Regions from separate parts of the Hordeum vulgare genome. Here region 2 is linked to region 1. A link is a contact called in public Hi-C data. All regions are on one chromosome and are shown on one strand. Each heading gives the region's core, a stretch centred on a gene start, on an enhancer-like site or on the middle of the called end of the contact. The rest is flanking DNA. Distances are from core to core; before and after follow the strand shown. Region 1 holds the start of LOC123404799 (cyclase-like protein 1). Region 2 has its middle 50 kb from the start of LOC123403044.

What was found. Hi-C and Micro-C count contacts between places; a contact is called where the count stands out from the background.
Region 2: a contact with region 1 is called in a Hi-C map of leaf, with 3 times the contacts expected there. The contact joins the enhancer-like site here to the promoter of LOC123404799 in region 1. A contact is called at or near these places in 3 of 6 Hi-C or Micro-C datasets (leaf and seedling) and 1 of 1 datasets of contacts at active chromatin or transcription factors (embryo).

Annotation. Positions count from the first base shown.
Region 1 is chr6H:168,431,098-168,433,797 of MorexV3_pseudomolecules_assembly, reverse strand. LOC123404799 (cyclase-like protein 1) reads left to right here and starts at 1,329. Exons shown (of 6, transcript XM_045098746.1): 1 at 1,329-2,022. The coding sequence starts at 1,641. LOC123404798 (cyclase-like protein 1) reads left to right here. Exons shown (of 6, transcript XM_045098744.1): 6 at 507-940. The coding sequence ends at 632.
Region 2 is chr6H:169,190,278-169,193,015 of MorexV3_pseudomolecules_assembly, reverse strand. It overlaps the pseudogene LOC123405260. Among protein-coding and RNA genes, the nearest start is that of LOC123403044, 50 kb to the left of the region's middle. Within about 2 kb of position 1,390, at least 1 of the 3 cell types and tissues checked has open chromatin away from gene starts, as enhancers often do. A contact at or near this core is called in leaf, where this site is marked.

The DNA.
Region 1 (2,700 bases), core at 80-2,579:
CTTTGCTAATCACCTTCTCTTGGGGGTACAATGTTTCCTTAGAGCATCTCCAACAACAGCGCAAAAAATTCGCGCCCAATAAGTTTTTTAGCGCGCCACTGTAACACTTTTAAAGCGCGGGGACCGGAGCATCTCCAACAGACGCGCGCTAGTGCGGCGCCCAATCCAGTCCGGTCCAGCGGCCCCACCTGCAACAGCTCAGAGTTTAGTGCGCGCGCAAGCCGGCGCATCGAATATGTTGCGCGCGATAGCGTTTTTAAGCGCGTGCCCAAAAGTTTTTAGCGCGCGCATTGTTTTACAGCGTTTGTTGGAGCTGTCCGGCGCCCAAAAAACAAATCTTTTAACGCGTGGAGTAGTTTTTGGGCGCCTGTTGGAGATGCTCTTACACAATTTTGATGCTCCTCTAAAGAACATTTACGTTCACATTATCGGTGATGAACTTACCTTTTTAGAGATGGCATTGTTGATTGAAACTACCGGTTATTTTACTTACTCTGTTCTGTCAGGATATCATCCTAGTCGAAGCCCTGAAACTAGACAACGTCAACACTGGACTTTACATGCTACACTGCTTACCTCTGAGACTGGTTGGATCCGAGGGTTCACCAATCAGGTGCATTCTTATCAAGTGATCATCGCAATCATAGTGGCTGCTCTTGCCAAAGGCCGTAGCGCATCGTGCCCGCAGTTGCTACAGTATATTTGTCCACGGTCCATCTTAGTGGAAAAAAGAAAATGCCTCCTGTGATGCATACCAGTTTGTATTGTCAAATCAGCAAGGAAAATATAGCAATACTACGAATAAGTAAGTGATGCAAGACAGACTTATAGTTACTCGTGTCAGTCTGCTTGCTCCCACGACGTTGTGCTGTAACCAATGATGAACCACACGAGTTTGTTAGCTGTATAATTTCCAATAGAGTTCAGCAATTTTCAACTACATTTTCCTCAATCAGTTTCTGCAATGTTTCGACTCGACCCGCCGATGACAAAGCCTGCTAGTACTACTACCATTGCTGTGATACGTTGGATTGTTCTCTATAATGCTAGCGTGTTAAACTGCTGTAGTATATCTGCAACTACATTTCTTGTAAAGCAAAATAAGTTGCATGCTGGTGAACATGTGTAAGATCTTTTGATACGAGTACTCGGTTGATACTCCCTTGGTTCCTAAATATATAAGTCTTCTTAAATTTTTTAATATGGACTATGGATGTATATAAACGTATTTTAAAGTGTAGATTCATTCAGTTTGCTTTGTATGTAGTTTATATAAAAATCTTTAAAAAAGACTTAATACTCCCTCCGTTTCAAAATAAATGACTCAATTTTGTATTAAGTTTATGCTGAAGTTAGTACAAAGTTGAGTCGCTCGATTTGGGACAGAGGGAGTAGTATTTAAGAACGGAGGGAGTAGATGTTTGCCGAGGACTGTTTGAACAGGCTAAAATCATGTGGTTTTCAGACGTCGCCCTTTCACTGTCCGTTATCTCATGCCCAGCCAGCCGGCCTCAGTGAAGCTTGGTGCGTACTTGTTCCATTCAGCATTGTATTGACCACCAGAAATCAAGGAAGAGCTGCAACTTCCAGTGGCCATCACAGCCCAGAGAGTCCACGGACCAGAGTGGGCGCTCGGAGGCATGGCGGCCGCGCCGGCTCTCACCCTCCTCCTGCTGGTCCTCCTCCTCCCGGCACGCCAGGCGGTCTACGCGGGCGCGGAGGCCGACACGCCGGCGCCCGGAGGCGCGGACGGTCGCCGCCATGGCCTGGGGCTGGAGGAGTACGGCGGCGGGCGCATCGTGGACATCACGCACGCGTACCGGCCGGGCATGCCGCCCGACGCGGCGGCGGGCCCGCTGGTGCGGCTCAAAGAGTCGATGGAGAACGGGTCGGACTACAACTTGTCGGAGCTCCGGATGCACTGCCACATGGGCACCCACGTCGACGCGCCGGGGCACATGAACCAGGCCCACTTCGCCGCCGGCCTCGACGTGGACACGCTCGACCTCGATGTCCTCAACGGTGCGCATCCCTGGATTTCTCCGACCAGAACTTAGCTTTCACCGTTTATGTGAATCTCCAGCCTGCGGTCTCGCAAATAAACACTGGTTAAATGGTTAGCTAGAGCATCTCTAAGAGCATCTCTAGTAGAACCCTCAAACCCTTAAAACAAAAATCAGTTTTAAGGATTGAGAATTGCATATTTTTGACACTTTTAAGGGTTGAAAAACAGGGGCAAAGACTAGAACCCTCAAACCCAACCCTTATAACGGAATATTCCGTTATAAGGGTTGGGTTTGAGGGTTCTAGTCTTTGCCCCAGCCCCAAACCTTAAAACTGTCATTCATATATCACACATTTCATCACATTTCATCACATGACATATCACAAATTCAATCACATTTGACATAAAACAATAATCATTCTAGTTATTATTACAACATCGAATAAAACAATAATCATTCAAATCATTACAACAATGTTTGAGCAAATAACAACAATTGTTCGAATCAAATAGGACATAGAAAAGTAAAACAAAGATACATCATGGGCCAATGCGCCGTCCATCCAAATGCGAGTGGTGCTCTACTAGATCATCCCGGAGCCGACCATGAGTGGTTCCATCCTCAATCTCACGATGTGCTTCAAGAAAAGCTTGTATGCGAGAAGGGTTTCTTTCCGGTTGCACACGGGTACCAA
Region 2 (2,738 bases), core at 141-2,640, 760 kb before region 1:
AGTGCTAAAACAATGTAACCCAATTTTAACGCCTTCTCTGTGCTACGACATCACAGTTCAGCGTCATACTCCCGGTATGGTTTTAACCGTTTCCGAGTCGAACCATACATGCACTGTTCTGAAGATAAAAGACATTTGGAGTCCCCCCGTGGATACACCACCGGTGTTCCGAGGGGGGATCCCCCGCTATGGTTTTCACACTTTCCGAGCCGAACCATCCATGGGCCATTCTGAATATAATTGACATTTCTGAGTTTTCCATCACATGGGCAACCGGGGGGTTCCGATGTGGGCTGCTCCGTTGAGTTGCGCGTGTGCGATGCGGCATCCAACAAACAAGCTTAATTAGCCCGTTGAACCCTAAAATCAATTTTAACTACTCATATGAGTCATTGAGGAGCCGACTAACCGACAAATCGCCCGATTAACTGATTAAACCTTCGATTAACTGCCTTCACTACCATACCGCTAAACCCACAATAAAACAATGTAGCCAATTATCACATTTTTCGTGTGTTCTCCGTACCATCCACTTGTGTAACAAGATGACCCTCCGCCGATCTAGACAAAAGGCCAAACTAGACCGCCGTTGGAAATATGTCACAAGGGTTATTGTAGACATAATAAAAACATATAATTAATTTTTCTACGGCTCTTTCGTGTTTCTGTACGACAATTGCTGTCCCAAGCACCGTTTTGAATATAATTGACATTTCTGAGTTTTCCATCAGAAGGGGCTCCTCCATCGAACTGCCCGTGTGCGTCCAACAAACAAGCTTATTTTAGACCGTTAAACCCTAAACCCAATTTTAGTTACTCATATGAGTCATTGAGATAGCCGACTAACCGATGAATCGCTCGATTGAAGATTAAATCTTCGATTAACTTTGACGATTAGTCCGCTAACCCCGCAATAAAAACAGTGTATCCCAAGAAGACGGTATGCGAAGCAATGTTTTGATTCAGACAGAGCTGCACATCGTCCACGCGCGACAACGATGTTGATGGATTTCATACTCCCTCCGTCCGGAAATACTTGTCCTAAATATGTACAAAATGGATGTATCTATAACTAAGATAAGTCTAGATACATCTACTTCTAGGACAAGTATTTCCGGACGTAGGGAGTACCATTTTTCTTAATTAGAAACACAACAAAAGCGTAAGTGCACAAGTCTGGCTGCATGCGCTTCCGAGGAGTAGGTCTTAATTATACAAATAGATGTTCTAGAAAGTAAAAACGCGAGGGCAGGCACGCACTCGATTTTCTCTTGCGTCATAAGTTTAATTATACAATAACCGCAACCATTCGCGGGCCTGAGCTAAGAGACCGACCATATCATCAGACTTCCGGGTCCACAACCTCTGAAGGGGGGCCCCTCTGTTCCCTAGCAGAGTGAGGGAAACCTCATAAGCTGCTGCTTCAACCGAAACATCTGGTCCTGGTTGAGCAATCACATTCGATGAGCGTCCGATACACACTAGCAAAAACAAAACAAAAAACACAAGTGTGTACACTCACCGGCCATATCTCTTCTGTCATGTATTCCCCATCAAATTTCATCATGTAGTGGACGTTGAAGAAAGGCGAGTCATTGCTGCATTTTTGGGAGTGTCTATTTGACATTCGACTGAAAATAAATTGGGCATCACTCAAGTTTTCTAACCAATAATAGAACAACTTAAGTCAAATCAGTGGAACTTATAAAATTACAGTGTATTTATTGATGAAGTTACAGCGTAAAACACCCATAAATTACAGTCATAGATCCCTCGAATTACACCCAAATCTCCTAGAATTACACTTGTAAAAACTGATGAACTCACACTGTAAAAACTGATGAATTTACACTGTAAATACCAAAAAAGTAGTGTAAATCACCAAAAAGTACAGTTTAAATACTAAAGAAGTACAATTATTGAAGTCGAAAAATACATACTCCATACACAGCGCCTAAAAACCAAAGTTCTCGGCGCGAATCTTAGCACCAGATCGGATGAACACAAAATTGAATGACGGCGAATTGAAAAACACTCGACTGTAGAATAGCAAAACCGTTTTTTAGATCATTATTTGATTCAGTCAAAAATGCATTTTAACAAATCCGAGGGTCAAGAGCTAAATACGCATTTACCTGCTCGATGGTTCGTGCATCATGCGGTGCGCCTTCCTTTTGAAATCGTCCGCTCTAACATGCCACCCAACGAAAAACGTCTCAATGCACTTGCACAGACCAAACAGGAGACGGTCCATGACACGCGCGTGTTTCATTTCGAGCTCTATGATGTCATACTGCGTTCTTTTGGGGTCCATCACATGTACAACCTTCTTCAACATGTCGAAGACATATAGCACGTGGAATCCGCCGCCCCCTTTAACAGGCACAAAAATCTACAAGGAAACATGTACTCGTGAGAAGTGATATTATACGTGTGTCCTGCCTCACCACCAAGCAAGCGATTTATAATTACCAAACGACACGTCTCCACATTGTAACGTAGATGTTCTCCACGCCAAAGTTTGCTAGCAAATTCAGTTCCTTCGGGAGATCGGCTGCGTTAGAGAATGCAACTATTTGTCAGTCAATAGTTTGTAAATACAAAATCACAGTGCTCTCAGAGGGGAGGCTAACAAACTTACTTTTGCCCCGGTAAACAATTATCTCTTTCCCTTCATCCATGTTATTTTCTTTCTTGCTGCTCAGGAGCACGAAGCCCATGTTGTCGTCAGCCCGCGC